Linked DNA regions of Sus scrofa: region 1 is linked to region 2. Evidence: chromatin contacts called from public HiChIP or PLAC-seq data. All regions are on one chromosome and are shown on one strand. The core of a region is the stretch at or near the end of the contact, and the rest is flanking DNA. Distances in the headings are between cores, read along the strand shown. Region 1 overlaps SLC38A9 (sodium-coupled neutral amino acid transporter 9). Region 2 overlaps PLPP1 (phospholipid phosphatase 1).

Region 1 (3,313 bases), core at 121-2,620, 170 kb before region 2:
ATCAGTCTCTCTCTCTTCCTATATCTCCATAGGCCTATCCACCATCTAATTTAGGGTTTGAAGGTCCCTGTTTTGTTTTCAAACTGATTGTCAACTTAGATCTGACCTTTGGATTTCTCACTGTTTGTTATTTGCTTTTTAAGTGAATTTATCAACATTCAGGTTTATAACTCTACTGTTGTTTTAGCCCATTTAAGGAGGAACGTTTTCCCCCAAATCAGAAATATTTCCTAATACCAGATGTCTAGTTTTCTTATTGTAGTGTCAAACAAAGGCAAAATTGTATATAATTTTTTTCTTATCTGTTTTCTTTGCTTCAAAGTAATTTGTGTTTAAAATGAAAAATGAATAGGCTTATTGCCATAATTTAGTTGTGCTGAATTGTTTGGCCATAGCTTTAGTGATGATGGAGTCCAGATTTATGAGCTGTGGGATCTGCTCTGTTTGGATCTGACAGCTGGCTGCATTAAATATCTTGGAGCTCTTAACTTTGCGGGGGGATGGGAGGTAGGGAGGGTGGGAACAGCAGTGGAAGAAAGCAGTCCACTTTATTTAATGTTCTGCATTTGTTTACTGGTTCCAATCATAACATTGTGCAGCTGTTTGAACAGCTGTCTTTTGATTTCCTTTTGTTTACTGTTTAGGTCTAGTAAGCTTGTCTTTAGTACCTGCTTACTGTGTACTCTTTAGCTTTCCCTCTTTATTAAAATATTTTAATATATACCTCTCTCATTTGTTCTAGGCATGCTTTGATTTAACAAGTTAATTCACTAAAGTAAAAAAATTTTTAACTCCATAGGTCATATGGAAATTCACCTATTCTTGATTTCTTTTTGTCCCTTAGCTTTATTTCAGTTAAATATCTTATTATTTGGTAAATAAATTACATTTTGAAATTAAGTCAGAATTTCAATCATGTTAAATCACCACTTATGTTAACTTCCTAAGTCTGCCAGTAGGTAGCTTAGTCTACATACTCCAGGATAGTTAAAAAGAAACTGTCAGGCTAACTGTTAAGTATGTGAATTTTGTTTTAACAACTTTCTCCTAACAGACTGCACACCTAGCAGGTACATACACATACACATATAGATACACCCAGAGACCAAAAGATAAATCTTGATAATTATTTCCTTATTCAAGCATGCTTACTTATTAAAAATGTATTCAACATTGTGGGAATTTTATTCTCTCTTTATAGGTGAGAGACTTGTCCATTGCTTATATGCTGGTGACATTAACCTATCTCTATATTGGAGTCCTGGTTTTTGCCTCATTTCCTTCACCACCTTTATCCAAAGATTGTATAGAGCAGGTAAGGCACTGTGCATCTTCTCTGCGTGACTGCTACATAAGCAGTGTGATCCAGTAGCAAAATGTAATGCCATACAGGCCTGGGTTTGAATACCATCTCTACTATTTACCATACATGTGAGAATTTAGGCACCTTCCGCTTCCTTTCTGAGCTTCAGTTTCCTCTCCCATTAAATAGTATAATGCATAATCCACAGATTTTTAAATGGACTTTCTGAGAAAACTTACTGCATTCTCGCACCTTGCGGTACTCAAGTAAATGATTCCTATTATATGCATAGTATTTTTGTGTGTGTGGAGAATCGTTACTAGTAGTAGTCTTAAATTTATAAGCCTTCCACAGAGAATATATTCAATTCCCTTATTTTCCAAAGTCCAGATCTTGAGATGTCCTGAATAAACTGGTGTCTTAGTCCGTCAGTCCCTAATAATAGGTCTGACACTCATTTTGGTACTGTGTGACAAGCAGCAAAGCGAAGGACTGACTATTTGTTAGAGGAAGAGACAGAAAAAATAAAAGAAACATTATTTTACTACAAGATTGCCATAAATATATTTTCCTTGATTCAACTGATCATAAACTTAGGAATAGTATAGTCTCTAGTTTAATGTAACTGAAGAATTTCTCACACAAAAAAAATAGCATTCACAGGTGATTTTCTTTCTAGTCAGAAGAAATTCCTCTAATGGATTGTAGTGGAGTATATAATGCAATTTATTACAGATGAATTATGAAGGTTATTTCAGCATAATAGTGTTAATAATGTTCTCATCTTTTTAAGACAAATAGGCTTGAGTTACTGCTGTTATGATAGCTTGAAATGTGCTCTTGATTTCCTTGATTCCAGAAGTTCTTTGGCAGCAAAATGTTTGCTGAAAATTCCCCTGCTGTGAACAATCCCATATAAAGTCCACTCGCTTGGGAATAAGAATATCTGTGGTATTTGTATTTGAAAGGAAAAAAAAAAAAAAACCTGAGTAGCTTTTTTTTCTTAGATGCCAAACGAAAATATAGAAAAGAATCATGAAAGGAAGTAGAAATAAGTTCTTTTTTATTTATTGATAAACTATACATAATGATGATACTTGATGATAGGTATACTCTTACCTTATTCTGTATTCTTTACTTTGAAAGTGTTACAATGCTTCAGAAAGGGAAAAGCAAGAGAACTATTAAGAATAAAATGCATGGAATTAGCCATTTAAATTTACTAAAACGAATTTATCCTTGAACCCTATAGAGCAGTACTTCTCAAACTACCAGTGTTGGAAAATAGGATCCTCTTTGTTGTTGTTATTTCAGTGTCAAATCAATTGCAGAATAATACGTTTGTCAAATAGAATGAAAATGTGGCAATGTCAGATTTCTCTAAGTTGCCGGGCATTTGCTTTCAATATATGTACTTAGCTCATTGAAGAATAAAGGTTAACAGTTTGTGGATGGGCGCCAATATACAAACCATTTGATGGAACCTATGTTCAAAATAAGCAAAAAAAATTCAATTTTATAGATTTGTATGTATTAAATTTGGTTTGTAACATTACTTTATTATCTTTCTTGGATCAGAATTTTTTAGACAACTTCCCTAGCAGTGACATCCTGTCCTTCATTGCAAGGATATTCCTGCTGTTCCAGATGATGACTGTGTACCCACTCCTAGGCTACTTGGCTCGTGTCCAGCTATTGGGCCATATCTTCGGTGACATTTATCCTAGGTAAGGGCTCTTCTCTTGACCAGCAAGATGTGCCAAGCAACAAATGACTGTGCAAACAGGTCAGTTTAAAATGTGACTGATCCTTTTGCTATAAAAATTTGCCTAATGAAAAGAGTTACTAAGGATAGATCATTGGTGTTCTTTTCCCAGAAGAGCTTTAAAAATAGAAGCCACTCCCTTGTCCAGAATGGTTTAAAGTTAGTTCCTTCCAGTATAGTTATCTTAGCTCTGATACCAGTTATATTTATCTTATGATTGAGCTGCTATTAATCTACTCTTTGCC
Region 2 (3,780 bases), core at 3-2,502:
TCTGAAAGTAAAATGGTGACAGAGAACTTCAACTCACTGTTTCTTTTTTTTTTTTTTTTGGCCACACTTGCGGCACGCTGAAGTTCCCTGTCCAGGGATCCAATCCAGTGACAATGCTGGATCCTTAACCCGCTAAGCCACCGGGGAAGTCCTACTGTTTTCATTTTCAAAGGATATTCTCAGATGTGTCCTACTCCATGCCTTCTAATTTTTGTTGCTCTTTTTCTTTGCTCCCTTGAACCTTTTAAAAACAGCTGTATATTCGCTCAAATAGAGTTTCACTGAACTCTTTTGTGAAGTATCAAATTAACATGTAGAGGGCCTCAGTGGTTAGCCTGCTCTGTGGACATTCAGGAGCAAATGAGACAAACTGGGGATATAAGCAGAGAGCATATTACCTCAATGGTAGTTTGGTTCAGTATGAGCCATTTAGATGTAAAGGAATAATGCAAAACAAAACAAAAAAAAGTTCAGATAAATAGGTCTGTCACAGATCAAGGCCTTTTTGGAGAAGCAAGTCGGCCAAAGCAGCCATGCATTGCGTTTCACTGACTCTGAGCAGTGCAAATATTTACTTGAGGTGAATGTAAACTCCAGCTTTTATTTCAGCCTCTGAATACACAGATGTCTCCTTGCTTTCCAGCTTTCGTATTTATATGCAACACCTAGGTACCCCCCCCCCACCAAATTCCTTAGGCAGTGACTCATCTCATTCCCCTAGGCATCTTGGCATCACGGGTCAGTTTCAGATTTGGGTGGAGATGTAGAGTCATTTAAATCTTCTGAGGATGGTCTCTGATAGCCAGAACTTCCCTGTCAAGAATTCTGACATCCAGAAGTTAACTCCTAGTTAAAAATATCTGTTAAAATACCCAGACCATTGTTCTCCTCCAGCAGGTAGCGGAGCCCTGCACATTTACAGCACCTCACGTTGGACCTGTGGAGACAGCTTAGGCTGGCAGGCACCCAGAGCTGGGCTTCTCTGCACGTAGCCAGTTAATGTGCTTAGTGATTCCAGATTTACTTGATTATTTAGAAAAGAGGCACAGGAAGAGACTGTCCTTTTTTCAACACAGTAAGGAATGTACTAAAGTACTTTTCTCGGCACTGTAATATTGAGGCTGTAACCCCGGGTTGTTTAGGTCACTGTCTGTTATGAAATTTCTGTGTAAATTACTACAGTGGGAACCCAAGTACCCCTCAGGGTCCGTGTTTCAGCTTGACTCCCTGCCCTGCCACAGAATGCCTTTCTCTGGGCCTCACCCCGCCTGCTTGGATAGCTGCCTCAGCTCGGTCTTCCTCAGACTCTGAGCAGCACCTACTTCCCTTAGGAAGTGCACAAGCCTTCTTCATCTGGCATTGACTCTACACTGCCTAATACTGTTGATATTTCATGAAGATGTTTCCCAAAGTGTGGATGTGACTGGGCAAGTGATCCATAAACTACATGAATTTGGCAAATTTTAAGGTGGGATTTGGGATCTAAATATAGGAATACTCTGAATCCTTAAGATGGCAAAATTAGTCTAGATTAAACCAAGGCCCATCTTAGGGTGCTTTCCTGGCCCAGTCTCTTAACAAATGAAGGTGGAACAATACAGTGTGCTGGCTTAATCTTAGGAGTGATGTTTCAAAGTAAGTAGACCAAAGTGTATTTCTTTGTGTTGAGCATGCTGTTGTTAAATCTAGTTCAGGGATTCGCAGAGTTTTTGTTATAAGTCCAATAATAATTAGGTTTTATAAGGCAGGTAGGTGCAATCTCAGTTGCAAATTCTTTTTTTTTTTTTCAGATAACCCTTTAAAAATGTAAAAATGATCCCTTGACTCTAGTTGAAAATGGGGAAAAAACCCTCTTAAGAATAGAGTACAGGCATTATCTCATTTTATTGTGCTTCACTTTCTCACGCTTCACTGATAGTACATTTTTTGCAAATTGAAGGTTTTTGGCAACCTTGAGCAAAGCGAGCCTATCAGTGCCGTCTTTCCAACAGCATCTGGTCACTTTTTGTCTCCGTGTCACATTTTGGTAATTCTCAAAGTATTTCAGATGTTTTCATTATTATTATGCTTGTTATGGTCATCTGTGATCAGTGATCTTTGATACTGTTGCAAAAAGATTATAGCTCACTAAAGGCTCAGATGACTGTTACCATTTCTTAGTAATATTCTTTAAGGTATGTATTTTTTAGACAAAATGCTGTTGTACACTTAATACACTGTACAGTATAAACATAACTTGTAAATGCACTGGGAAGCCAGAAGATTCATGCGACTTATTTTATTGCCGTATTCACTTTATTGCTATGGTCTGGAACTGAACCCACAGTATCTCCAAGCTGAGCCTGTATTAAGAGATAATAGCATTTTGTAATTAAGTATTACAAGGTCAGTCAAGGTAAGGCAAAATAAACCAGCTTCAAAAAATACCTTGTACAACCATCAGATTTTAAAAATGAAATTGTAGGAGTTCCTGTTGTGGCTCAATGGGTTAAGAACTCAGCATATTGACCATGAGGATAAGGATTTGATCCCTGGCCTTGCTTAGTGGATTAGGATCCAGTGTCACCGTGAGCTGTGGTGTAGGGTCGCAGACGCAGCTCAGATCCCTCATTGCTGTGGCTGTGGCATAGGCCAGCAGCTGCAGCTCTGATTCGACCCCTAGCCTGGGAGCTTCCATATGCTGTAGGTGAGACTGTAAAAAGAAAAAAAAAAATTAAAAAAAAAAAAAAGAAACTAAATGCTTTTTCAGAAGCTTTAGGCAAAAAAAAATAAAGGGTTATATCTTTCTCTTCAGTGATAATAAAAATAATAGAAGAATGCTTAAGTAGTATCATAGATACTGAATTTTCTTATTTAAAAAAAGGATTATGTTTTACACAAAAGGAGAAACGTACACCTAATTTTTTTTTTCCATGTGGCCCTGTCCACTGGGAAATCCTATTTATTCTGACCAGGTCTTCTTTATTGACTCATAAAACTATCACAAAGCTTTTCATAAAGTGGTGCACAAGTGTTAGGTTCTCTGTGTTCGGGAGGCCTCTCTGTACTTGGCAGTAAAGCCTATGCTACCTGCATGGTGGCACTCCGTCCTACAACCCTCCTCTCTGAACTTGAATACCTAGTTATTTTGAGCAAATCGATTCCTTCTGCCCTTCTTGCCCTAAGGAATAACAAAATTGCCTTTATGAAGTTCCCTGGTGGCACACTGGGTTAAGGATTTGGCATCACAGCTGTGGTGCAAGTTTGATCCCTCCAACTTCCACATGCCGAGTGTAAAGCAAAAAAAGTGGGGGGGGGGGCCTGCCTTTGTGAATCTCTAGTAATAGCCCAGCTAAGCTTTTATTTCTTTAAAAATACCAGGCATGGTAGCTTATTTTCAACCCATTTTCAATAGGTTTTACTTTGCTGAGATTCGAGCAGTAACTCTGTGGGGTTTTCCTGACCAGAAGCCCTGCCTGGAAGAGTGGCTCAGCTTGTTCTCCTTGGAGACAGATTCCCCCTGGAACCTTCCTCTACACAAGGCCAGTAGTGATGCCTGGTTTCAGTGAAGCCATTCTTTGGAGGATATTGTTCGAGTCATAAGGCTAATTCTCTTCAGACTAGTTTATTTCCTGAAACTGGGCTCTGCACAGACACAGGTTATACCTGATTTGCTCTGAGCTCTTGATTTGACTCACTGGTCAGGTTCAAGACAGGAATAGCTAGGTCTCACTGCAGTTGCCTTTGGGGGCCTTGAGGTTGACACCCACTCCCTATCATGTCCTCCTGTGCTCTCTGCCT

Evidence for each region. HiChIP or PLAC-seq counts read pairs in DNA pulled down with a chosen protein or histone mark.
Region 1: a contact with region 2 is called in an H3K27ac HiChIP or PLAC-seq map of skeletal muscle, with 2.7 times the contacts expected there. The contact joins two enhancer-like sites. A contact is called at or near these places in 1 of 47 Hi-C or Micro-C datasets (omental adipose tissue) and 1 of 2 datasets of contacts at active chromatin or transcription factors (skeletal muscle).

The regions. Positions count from the first base shown.
Region 1 is chr16:34,779,143-34,782,455 of Sscrofa11.1, reverse strand. SLC38A9 (sodium-coupled neutral amino acid transporter 9) reads left to right here. Exons shown (of 16, transcript XR_002339779.1): 12 at 1,202-1,315; 13 at 2,882-3,030. Among named protein-coding and RNA genes, the nearest start is that of PLPP1, 39 kb to the right of the region's middle. Within about 2 kb of position 1,370, at least 12 of the 83 cell types and tissues checked have an H3K27ac peak or open chromatin away from gene starts, as enhancers often do. A contact at or near this core is called in skeletal muscle, where this site is marked.
Region 2 is chr16:34,607,278-34,611,057 of Sscrofa11.1, reverse strand. All of the region lies in intron 4 of PLPP1 (phospholipid phosphatase 1), which reads left to right. Among named protein-coding and RNA genes, the nearest start is that of DHX29, 130 kb to the right of the region's middle. Within about 2 kb of position 1,252, at least 27 of the 83 cell types and tissues checked have an H3K27ac peak or open chromatin away from gene starts, as enhancers often do. A contact at or near this core is called in skeletal muscle, where this site is marked.